Linked DNA regions of Arachis hypogaea: region 2 is linked to region 1. A link is a contact called in public Hi-C data. All regions are on one chromosome and are shown on one strand. The core of a region is the stretch at or near the end of the contact, and the rest is flanking DNA. Distances in the headings are between cores, read along the strand shown.

Region 1 (6,044 bases), core at 1,581-4,080:
CCAAAATTTCAAGCACATAGTTAGAACAATTCTTCATTTAGGTGGATTTAAAATTATTACTCTGCATTGTATCGCTCTATGTCTCCATAAAATGATAAAATGCAACATCAAAAATAAATTGCAGCAAAGATATAACACACAGCAAATTCCCTCTCCCTGACAACTATCAACTTATTTTAGTTAGTTAGATGAGTATTATGACAGTTTTTTAGTTTTCTGTTATAAACATGTGCAAACTTTCCATTTCAAAGCCATGATAAGAGTCGAGGGGACTTGTGATTTTCCAACATTTACAATGATATTCTACCCTACATTCCATTATAGGTGTGTTTGATTCAAGTATTATTTTGCTAGAAATATTTTATTCCCATGAAAATTAAAAATACCCAACGAGAAAGCAAAAATTAAAATGATGATATTTTGATTCCCATAAATCAAACTTGTTTAGAAAAACTTTTTAAACTTTAAACCAAACATGAACATATGATATTCCTATCTTAAAATTCCTAAAAATTATTTATAATTCCTTCAACCACACACACCCTATAACTCTATCATCGTTTAGAAAAAAGGAAAAGAAGAAAAACGTTGTTACAAAAGCAAAACGCACAAAAGAACAATTCACCAGCAATGTTATATGTCCAACAAAGAAGGGAGAAGAACAAACATTAGGACCATTAACTGCACCATTTACACAATCACTATTTTCTACATACTCAAAAGTAAGTAACTACAGTTACATGGTCTTCACTACCAACACCATCAAATAGTTGGAGCCACACAATCACACGTCCCAAATAGTGTTCAAGACTCAAAGCAAAGCTCAGTTGGAATCAGATTCCAACCCCGGTCTTTTTCTTCCTCTTTCCCCTCTCTTTTTGAAGGAAGCAACAGAACTCAAACTCAAAACCAAGAACTAGAGGATTATGATCTCTTCCCATTCTTACAGGCTTCTTCATCTCCTCCGTTCATGCTTGCCTCACCGCCCTGCCTGAACGCCTTGGCAATGTCATCGACGGGAATCAAAGGCAAATAACCAGAGAGAGGATACCCTTTACCACTCAAATGCTTAACTATGTGGTTATACTTATCCGAACAATGAGCAGCAGTGGGCACAGCCACATCTGCCAGTGCATGAAATGGTGGGAAGTGGTTTAGTCCTTTCCATAACTTCACTGAGTTAATTAGCACCAAATCCTTTGACTCTCTGGTTACATAATGTATAGCTGCTCTTGGCCCTCCACATTGAACCTCACTTGCAAATCGTCCGGCTTCATGTGCAAGACTCTGAATCAAACTCCTTGCTTTGGAAGCACCCTGCTTAGCAAAAGAAGGAGCATGCTCACCGAACTTGTGAGTAGCATCATCTACCTGGAACATGCTAATATTAGTTTCCATCCAAAGTAAATTGTAACATTTTTATGATAGAATTCTAAGCACAACGGGTACAAGAGAACATAGGAAAGCCTTCTTAAAAAGAAAATATATTGGGACTGAACCTAGCAGAAGAAGAAAGAGGCATCTGGAGTGTGCTTGGTTGGGACTCAACTGATGAAGCTCTATGGAGGAAAGTAATTAATAAATGAGGAAAGAGGAGTTAGAAGACCAACCGATTTTATGATTTGTAGCCATAATTTTAGTGGTAGGAGATTACATTTAATGGTGTGAGATTACTAATTTTTTTTGCTAGGTAAACACTGACCAAATTTTAATAAAAATACTGATCCCATGAACTTTCTCATGAGTAAATTATGCATCAAGGCCATTCAAGAAAATTCTGCCCCCATTTTTACCCCGCCAGTTAGACATGATATATGTATGATAGGACTCAATTTGTCGACCCTACCAAGTGGGTAAGGCTTTGTTGTTGTTGTTAGTTAAATTTTTTGAAGGTGAATCAAGGGAACCACTTTTAAAAATTTTAGCAGATCATCACCATCAAAACAATATAGATTTTGTTCTGCATATATATAGCCTAGAAATTTTACTTTGTAAAAACACACATAAAATTTAGCAGCACTGATCCCAAACCAGGTTTGAATAATTATTCTTTTGTCATGCCGGTCTGAATCAGATCGAATTTAATGAATACCTTGTTGTCAACAAAAACGAGGACATCATCTGGGACATCCTTGAGTTTGTTGTAGACAGGGCCCAGAACGGAAGTTACAGTGCCCTCAACCGTCCCAACGGCAGATCTCAAAGGGCCCGAGTTTTGCTTTGCGTATTCATACAGATTTGTGACAACCACAAAGGTTTGAATTGCAGCAACCCTCACAAACCCAAGATGCTTCAGCTCTTTGTTCTTGTTCTCAAATTTCACCTCTTTCTGCAGAGAAAAGCAATTCACCAATTATCCATGAAAAAGGAAAAATAATATCAGAGAAGGGAAGTGTTATATGCTAACCTCGGTGGTGGCCATTGGTTTTATACTTTTATACGTGTTTGGAGATGTTTCAGAGGAGAAAACAGTGGAGACTGAAGGGAGTTCAATTACGTTTTATAGGAAGAAGACGGAGTTAAAGACCCACAGAATGAACTGAAACCAGGGAACGAAATTGGAGATAACCTTCAAAGTTGTCTTGTTTGATGAGGATTAAGGTGTCACGATTCAACATAAAACAACGATTAATTAATAAATCTTAGATTAAAACACACGTATTTGTGTTCGTCTAGGCAGTGGTGGGGTCTACGCTCAGACCGACTCCTAGGGATCTTTCTAGGCCAAACTAGGGGTTTTGAGAAGACACGTGGCAACCTCTCACAGAAGAGTAGAAATTTGAGAATCTTCTTCGGAGTGGAGCGACTGGGACAGTATTCTTTTGTAAACTTAAAATTTTGAGAGCAAATATCACTTGTCATTTAAATTGATTTTCAAAAATTTTTTAATTAAATTTATTTTTTAAAAATTTTAAATTAGTTAAATTAAATTTTTAATCAATTTTTTTTATTTATGCTGTCAAAATTTATTTATATGAAATAAGATTAAATTAATTAAATTATATAAATTTATTATCTTAATAACTAATTATAATTATCAAGTATTATTATAGTTAGTGTTACATTATTTAACATACTATATTAATAAATTTTGAAAATAAAAATGATAAAAGAATTAATATAAATAATTTAAATTTTTCAAAAAATAAATTTAATTAAAAAAATATTTTTAAAATAATTTAAAAAATAAATACTCTCTCAAATAAATGTTCTAATTTTTTTATAATTAATAAATGCTCTAATTTATTCCCTCTGTCTCTCTGAATATGAATAATTGGATAAATAGTCCAATGCTTTCGTTTTTGTGGCCCAAAATATCCCAAGGACGCAGGCTATAAACGCATTCGAACATTGGTTTTATGTCAAAAAAATATTAGTTTAAACTCGAGACAAAAAAAAAAAATATATTTGTTTAAATGGAGTGATAATGATTAGGATGTATTTAGAGAATTATTTTTAGTGTATTTTAAATATAAATGACTTTAAATATTGTTGATCAAAAAAATATTTCGATGAAGGTAAACGGTTTGAAGTGGTAAAGCGGTCGAAAACCTAAACAGTTTTCGAAAAGACACACGCAAGCATTAGATGGAGGTTCTCGACACGGATTCGATTTCAAGGCCTTTCGATAAATCGAACAAGTCAAATCGAACAAGGTACTCGAGTCAGGTAATCGAAATAAGTTATTCTAATAAGTGATTCGAGTAATTATGGTAGTGGATAAGTTAGAGGCTTCTATCACGCGGGAAATCATGAGAAACGTTTAGGCGGAACCGTTATCAAGGAGAACACATTTAAAGTTGTGATTTTGTAATTAATTGTAATTAATTGTCCGTTACCAAAAGTAGATTATAAATACCAGGAAGTCTTAGGGAATAAGGATTGGAACTTTAACTCAGAAAAACACTTAAACACACTCACATCCTAGGAAATTCCTGAGTCTGTGATCGAGTAACTTTTCTATAGGGTTCCTTCCATATTTTCATTCTTTCAATTTATCTTTCTGTAAACTTTATTTCTTCAAGTAAATTTATCTTGCAAGTATTCTTTATCTTCATTGTTCAATTTACATTCCTACATTTTAGATTTTCATGTCAAAGTTCTTTGATCTAATCGAAGGCATTTTACTGCTTTCTTTCAACTTCAACACAAACCTTTCCGTTTTCAACATATTTCCTTTTCAAAAACTTTACCTTTTTATTTCTTTCCTTGACTTATAAATTTTTAATTCATCTTTATTCCCAATGCCCATCTAATCGAAGACACTTTGATACACTTTTAGAAAACTGGTACCTACAAAGAGGAGTAGGTTTCGCTCCCAGACCATTAGAATCGAACCACCATCGATTTGCTAAAAATCGACAAAATAAATTGGCACACCCGATGGGACAGTTTTAAAATTTTGAAATGTGCCAAATAAGTATTTTGTGGTGTCATTCAGTGTATGCGATTACGAAGTGGAAAGATCATTCACATGGCTGATGAAATGTCAAATGTGAATGGTGGTTCATCCACCAATGATAGCATACCAGTGTCTGCGCAACAAGCGGACGTGACTTCACGTTCAGAAGGTGCAATCGGAATTGAAAGTATAGCAGTTAGGACTGTTCAGACTGAAAACATTGGACGTAATACTCGTCCACGTAGCACTTTACCACCATTCCAGCCTCCACTAACCGCTGGTTGGCCTCTATATGGTCTTCCCCCTGGTTATACCCCACTAGTGGGTGGTTTTGTTCCACCTATTCATTTTGGGAGTACAAGTAGAGTGAATAATATTCAAAATCCACAACAGTATTCCGAGTATTCTCGTGATTATAATGTGGGCTCTACTTCGAATGCTACTAATTCAATGGCAGTATATCGACAACAAGTAGAGGAAAGTCAACATGATTTAGTCAATTTATTGACTCAACAAATGACCACAATTCTCAATCCAATGATGGCTGATCACGAATTGAAATTCGAACGTCTTGCTAGGCAAGTCGAACGTATTGCTCGAATCAAAGATTATGAGGAAGAAGAAGGGCATAATCCCAGGGGAAATAATGAAAGGTTGGAAAATATATTTCAAAATGAAAATAATGCTTTTAATAGATAAAATCCTCATATAGTTCCCCATGGTCAAAATGCTGATGAATATCTGGCCAGATTACGTGCTAATCATGGCGGTGAACGTTATCAAGTCACCAGAATTATAGAAGATGTTCTGAATCGAGTTGGTCTGAATGTTGGTTTCATGAACCGACCACACTTTGTGTTGGCTTTTTCCCAAGTTGTTCAAATGGCAGAAGTGCCAAGAGGGGTGAAAAATTCAAAGATAGTCACAAAATTTGCTGGGAAAGTTGGATAATCAACCACTGAGCATGTTGCACGATATTTGGTTGAGATTGGGAATTTAGCTAATGATGAAAATTTGAAAATGAATTTTTTTCCTTCTTCGTTAATGAAGAATGCATTTACTTGGTTTTCAAATCTCAGACCAAATTCGATAACAACATGGAATCAGTTGGAAACTGCTTTTCACGCTCAGTTTTATCGAGGGGAAATGAATGTGGCAGTTACAGATGTAGTGGCTCTGAAACATGAAGATGGTGAAACCATTGATGATTATCTAATACGTTTCAAGAATGCTAGAAGTAGGTGCTATGTGTCATTACCCAAAAGTGAGATAGTGAAAATAGCAACTATGGGGTTACGGTTTTATATGCGCAGAAAGCTGCTCAATATGCATATCCCTGATTTAGCCCATTTGGCTGAAAAGGTTCGTCAAACTGAACTCATGAAAAATGAGAAAGAGAAATTTAGGAGTGAGCAAAGATCGAAGAGTAAACCCTTTACTCGAAAAGAGGAGGTTGCTTACGTGACTATGGAGTCCTCGGAGGAGGAATTCGATTTCGAAACAGAAGTCGATTTGACTGAACTTAAGAAAGGCCCTCCTTATGTTTGTTCTTTACTCAAAAATCTTCCTAGTAATGAAAAGTTGAATGATTCAAAACTAAAAAGTGGAAAGAAATATAGTTTTGATATCTCAAAATCTGATC
Region 2 (5,788 bases), core at 1,508-4,007, 44 kb after region 1:
CTCAGATGATAGCTTTACTGGCCTTAGCCGCTCATGCAGTTGATGGACAAGTTCGAGCTCCCATTGGAATAACTCCCTCCTCCATTGAAAATTTCATATCCAATCTAACCCATCCCAAAACCCACATTCCCCAATTACAGATCCTTGTTGGCTTGAAATAGAGAAGAGTCGTGGAAAATTCACTTTCAGAGGACCACCCTGAACCCAATTATCTTTCCAAATTCGGGTTTTCCTACCATTACTGACTTCCATCGCCAGACCACTCACCAGTTTATCTCGCACCCTTTGCTCGTTGATATTGAGCTGTCATATGTCCTTCTAAGGCCCCTCTTTGACCAGTAGAGACTGAGTTGCTAGCATTACATTAGGGGACAACTTGTTGCAAGAACAGACAATCTTTTTTCACAGCGGACATTCTTCCTTTGAAAATCTCCACCACCACTTAAACAATAGTGCTGTGTTTCTAAGCACTGCATCTCCCACCCCAAGCCCCCAACCTTTTTCGGAGTCTGGACCAATTCCCACTTGACCAACGGTATGCCATAGGTTCCGTCCTCCTTGCACCACATAAAGTTCCTTTGTAAAGCAATCAGTTTATCCGCCACCGCCCGTGGCATCTTATACAAACTTAGGTAATAAATTGGCAAGCTATTCAGTACCGATTTGATGAGGACAAGCTTACCTGCTTTATTCAAAACCTTCGCTTTCCATAAACTGAGCTTCTGTTCCACCTTATCTATGATTGGTTTCCAAGTCTTTACCAACCGCGGATTAGCTCCTAAGGAAACCCCAAGGTATCGAACAGGCAACTCCTTCTTTTGGCACCCCAGTAGGCTACACGCATGATCAACCCAGCCTGCTCACAGTTCACCGGTATCAGATTCGACTTATCAAAATTAATGCTCAGCCCAGACATCAGCTCAAAACATCGCAACAACCTCTTATAGTTTACAATTGTTTCCGTCTCTGGCGGGCAGAATAAAATTGTGTCATCTGCGAATTGTAGGTGCGATAGTTCCACATGATCTCCCCCTACCATTAACGGCGCAATGCGCCTGTTCCTGACGGCTTCCCCCAGTATCCTATGCAAAACATCAACTTATGATGAATGTTTAAATTGTAATTTAATTTGGTGATTGTTACAGTGTCTAGAAAGATGGTACCTAATTTATTAAAAAAAAAATAAAAATTAATATTTAATTTAAAATGTGTAAAAATAAATAATTTTTTAAAATTTAAAATTTACTATAAAAAAAATAAATTAGAAAAAATTCATATACTAACTCATAAACACCATAGAGTTGGTTTTGTAATTGATTCGGGAATAATATTATGGAAATAGATTAAATGTAGGTAAATTTGTGAGAAAAATACTTTTATTAGTAACAAATAAACAACATAAGAATTAAATATGAGAAATAGTAATAGAGAACAAGTATTGAGGCTTTTACTATTGTCACAAATGATGAATGAGCTCTTTTAAAGTGGACAAGAATTAAGTAAAACTTGTTGTTGTGTGTTCTAGAAAAACACCTAAATGCTAATTGTATAAATCTTTGTTTGAAGTTGATTGATAAAATGAAGAACAATGAAAATAATTAGGAGAGAAAAAGAAAGAAATAATCTCCAAAATTTCAAAAATATCTCTCTTAAGAATAGTGAGTTGAAGTCCTTTTATGGTCTCAAACTATTTGAAGGAGCATATTGTCTAATGGTTACAATGCCGTAGCCCATCCTTTTTATTCCAAAGTTTGTCACTAAACGAGATAATTAACAAAAGGTATTTTTGATGTTCTCGTTATTTTAAGTTTTTTTTTTAAACTAAAAATGGGTATAAGAAAAAAGTTGATTTCCACAAATTAAGGTAGCTGACAGTGCTTTAGGTATTCGTGTCAAAGAGGTGTCTAAATAAAAGAGTATTCGTGATATGTGACATTTGTGAAGAGACATCTAGTTTAGTTCATTTCTAATAAGATGATGATAATTTCTACACTTTAAATCAACAAATTCAACTAATCTGCTTTCACCAATTTAATTCCCACTTAAAAGATAAATTCAACTCTTTAAAGTATTCTTTTTGAATTTTATTATTTTGGCCCAACACCTATAGAAGGAATTTTACTCTTTTTTTTTTAATCATATTTTAGACTATTTTAAAATTAGAATAAAATATATTTTTTGTCCTTGAAATTTGTAAATTTTTTTTAAAATATTATTAATTTTTATTTTATTTCAATTTTGTTCTAAAAATTTTTTATTTACGTAAAACACCGTGACACCTAAAATTTAGGACTAATTCAATAATAATGCATGAAAAATATCTCTAATTTGCTTATGTTGATAGTTGTTCTTGTAAAATTATTACTAAATTAATTCTACATTTTTTAAAAATTAACTGTCAAGAATATATTTGATGCAATCAAAAATTTTTAAAACAAAATAAAATTTAAAAATATTTTTAAAATTTTTAACAAATTTTGAGTGCCACAAATATACTATACCTTTAAAATTATTCATACACAAAATTACAATTTTGGTCTACAATCAGTAGTTTATAGTTTATAATATTTAACTTAGAGGTAGTCAATTCTATGCTATCCTTTCGTTGTTGTCGGATCTTCTATGCAATCATACCTTTCTAAGATTCCACCCAATCTAAATTTTTATTTAGTTATTTTCTGTTTTGTTCTACAATAAACAAGACACGATGATAGCATGTGCTAAAGTATGTTGCCTGTGGGGAAAGATGGCACCGCATAATGAAAAGTTATATGAACTCCACAGTCCACAAGGACTCGCTTAAGGCCCATGTATTGAACTTCATCAACTAAATGTAACGCATAAACTAGGAAATATAAACTTGACCAAATTAAAAGAAGTTGGCAAATGTAATACTTAGCCCAAATACAAATAACAGATTCTACCTAGTGCATCGTCTTAAGTGTCACTACTGCCTTTTGTCAAATGTTTACTTTGTATGCTATGTGTATATATCAGAATTTGACACACAGATCCCAAATTCAAAGGTTCAAATGGCCTGAGATCTAAGACGCTTCATGTTTTGATAGATAGGCTCCTTGACCTGCAAAGGATGTAAAAGAAGGAAAAGTGTCGAAAAGTAGCCTCAGACTCGGTACAAAAATGCTCCAAATCAAACAAAAATAGTGTAATGTAAGTAAAAAGGATAAGTCATAGACTCATAGTATACCGCGCTTGATTTCCTGGGTCGCTTTTCCTGGGAGGGCTTACTGCAGATATTTGTATCACCTTGGTCGTTTCCATTTGCTCTGCTGTTCTCTTTGCCTGCCGCAAAACTCTCTCTTGAAGCAACTGGCTGTAAAAATTACAGCATCAGTTATATTATGTGACAAGAAACAAAAATAGGGAACCAGTTCTATTGGATAATTTTAAAAAAGATATGAACATACCTCAACCCTGCTCGTGGGTGTGCTTCCAGGCTCTTTGGCCTTTAAGATATTGTGTCCACTCCTCACTGAGTCATTGCCATTTGTATCGGATGTCACTTTCATTCTTGTTAAATCTGATCCAATGGAGTGCAGAACACCACATGTAGACACATCGTAGTTGTTCCCTGATGATCACGGAGGTAACTTCTAATTATGAAAAGCAAAACATTAGATAGGATGAAAGAATGCTCGTAATGGACTTAATCTATTACCATTGGTTAGAATTCCAGCTGGTTTGAACTTGCTATTTGGTTCACCGTTATTAACATCCTGTTAAAGTTTAAAACGAGAAAATGATGAAAACACAATAACGGGTGATTATATATAAACATCGAATACTAGGCAGCCATTGTACCATAGGGTCGGTAGCACCTAGAACTTTCTGGACTTCAATGAACTTCCTCTCAGTCAACTCAGAATGTATCACACGTTTTCCTGATGCCGCATACACAAAAATGTAAGGAGGCAACAACAAAAGCAAAAGAGAAGGACTATGCTGTGATATTCAATTCGACACCTAATCTCTTGCTGCCTTTGGGTTCAAGAAAACCGTCCCGGGTCATTTTATCAATAATCTTCCGTGCTCCTGTCTGGTTTATTTCACCATTGAGAAATGTTTGAAGCTTTGGTGCTGACACGTATGTCATTGGAAGAGCATGATAGAGAGCCTGAAGACATTAATCATACCTAAGTTAATATATTGCGGCAGAAATTAGTCCCAAAGCAGATACAAAATAACTCCTAATCTCCTATGAAAAAGGTAGTCTAAGAGATCCGTGATAATATGAAAAATTCAAACACGGGAAAAAAAATAATAAGTGATAAATAACTTAATTTTAAAAAGTGTATGCAAATTTGATCATTAGATATTTTTTTTAAATAATGTTTTGTCATTTACAAAAAAATGATATAAAATCATCAAATTTTTAAATAAAAAGTCTCTTTTGATTAATTTTAGTTAAAAAAAAATCAAAATTTGATTTTAAAAATTAATTTTGAGAATAGATATCTATTTTTTTTAATTAATATTAACACGTCACAATATATTCACTGATTCCGTTGACACTTTTCGCCCTTGTTGAGATTAGTAGTAAGTGACTGATCTTTGGCCAAAGAAACATCATCATACATACCACATGGAAAGTAAGAATTAACACTCACTCTCATGTACATGTGATCTTCATCCTGCAAAGCTCTGTCACCCTGAGGAATCTGGCCATCAATTTCTTCTTTGACAATGAACTCATATTCTGATTTCTGACAATACAATTCCATCAGATTTAAAATTAAAAAAGAAAATGAGAAGGGAAAACAAAAAGATACTGACAAAAACAAATAAAGTAGCTAGATCAGTTAGGAGATAAATCAACCTTGTCTTTGTTAATGGCGTAGGTGTCATTTCCTGTTTTTGATAGCACCCCATTCTGAACAAGCTTATCCATGATCTCTAAAGAACATAAAATCAGACAAGAGCAACCGAGTGTTCTGTTTCTTTAACATATTGATGATATTTGCAGCAAGGATTGAACATAGTTAACCTTCATACCTTCAATTAGAACCTGCAGTGAAATAAAATATATAATTGAAATTCCATCTGAATCAGACATAACACAAGGAGGGAAAAAGAAACTAAAATTGCCGTTAAGCCATAATCTAAGAAAGGCTCAAGAAAAAGCATCATCTGGATAGCAATTAACAGAATAACTAAATATAAAAGATTAAGAAATAAGGTACCATTGAGATGTCTGGAAAATTTGATAAAACGTCATTAAGGTCAATAGTGCCAAGGTGCCAACAGTTGATCCACTCCTTGACCCGGGTCAGCTGTTGCTCATCTTCCATAGGATCTTGGGTATTGTCTGAATATAATATATATTCTTAGTTTAGTTCTGGTATTGGATTAACAAATATTTAAAGTCAAGCTCTAAAAGAATACTTAAGACATTTATCCTTTGAATTATTGTATGCATATATCCACGTACACACAGAGTTTTCTGCAAGAAAGCAGAAAGAGCTAGTTTACCTTCATCAACCATAGAATTATCTTCCTTTTCTTGCTGCTTCTCTGTCATTTTGTACTTATTAAAAGTTAACAGTGGATTAAAAAAAACATAAAAGAAGATGTAAATTTGCACAGCAATAAGAAAAATATTCCAAATTACCTATTGGAGCAACTACATATCGATCCCCTTCAGCGTAATCAACCTGGAAAGTTAAAACGCGAAATTTAAGAAACACAGTTCCGGTAATTGCTCAAGTTTCAGTTACAAAAGCAACATCCTCCATCACCTCACTGTCCGTATCATAATATTCATTATTTT

Evidence for each region. Hi-C and Micro-C count contacts between places; a contact is called where the count stands out from the background.
Region 2: a Hi-C map of an unstated tissue shows a contact between it and region 1, with 3 times the contacts expected there. The contact joins the enhancer-like site here to the promoter of LOC112783907 in region 1. A contact is called at or near these places in 2 of 8 Hi-C or Micro-C datasets (leaf and an unstated tissue).

Annotation. Positions count from the first base shown.
Region 1 is chr20:13,587,088-13,593,131 of arahy.Tifrunner.gnm2.J5K5, forward strand. LOC112783907 (REF/SRPP-like protein At1g67360) reads right to left here and starts at 2,831. Exons shown (of 3, transcript XM_025826987.2): 1 at 2,408-2,831; 2 at 2,093-2,329; 3 at 592-1,371. The coding sequence starts at 2,422. The coding sequence ends at 925.
Region 2 is chr20:13,630,689-13,636,476 of arahy.Tifrunner.gnm2.J5K5, forward strand. It overlaps LOC112783908 (meiosis-specific protein ASY1-like), which reads right to left. Exons shown (of 22, transcript XM_072230938.1): 10 at 5,757-5,788; 11 at 5,630-5,672; 12 at 5,491-5,532; 13 at 5,202-5,326; 14 at 5,078-5,148; 15 at 4,838-4,958; 16 at 4,629-4,724; 17 at 3,985-4,135; 18 at 3,823-3,902; 19 at 3,680-3,737; 20 at 3,429-3,592; 21 at 3,209-3,334; 22 at 2,503-3,082. The coding sequence ends at 3,029. Among protein-coding and RNA genes, the nearest start is that of LOC112787948, 21 kb to the left of the region's middle. Within about 2 kb of position 2,758, at least 1 of the 3 cell types and tissues checked has open chromatin away from gene starts, as enhancers often do.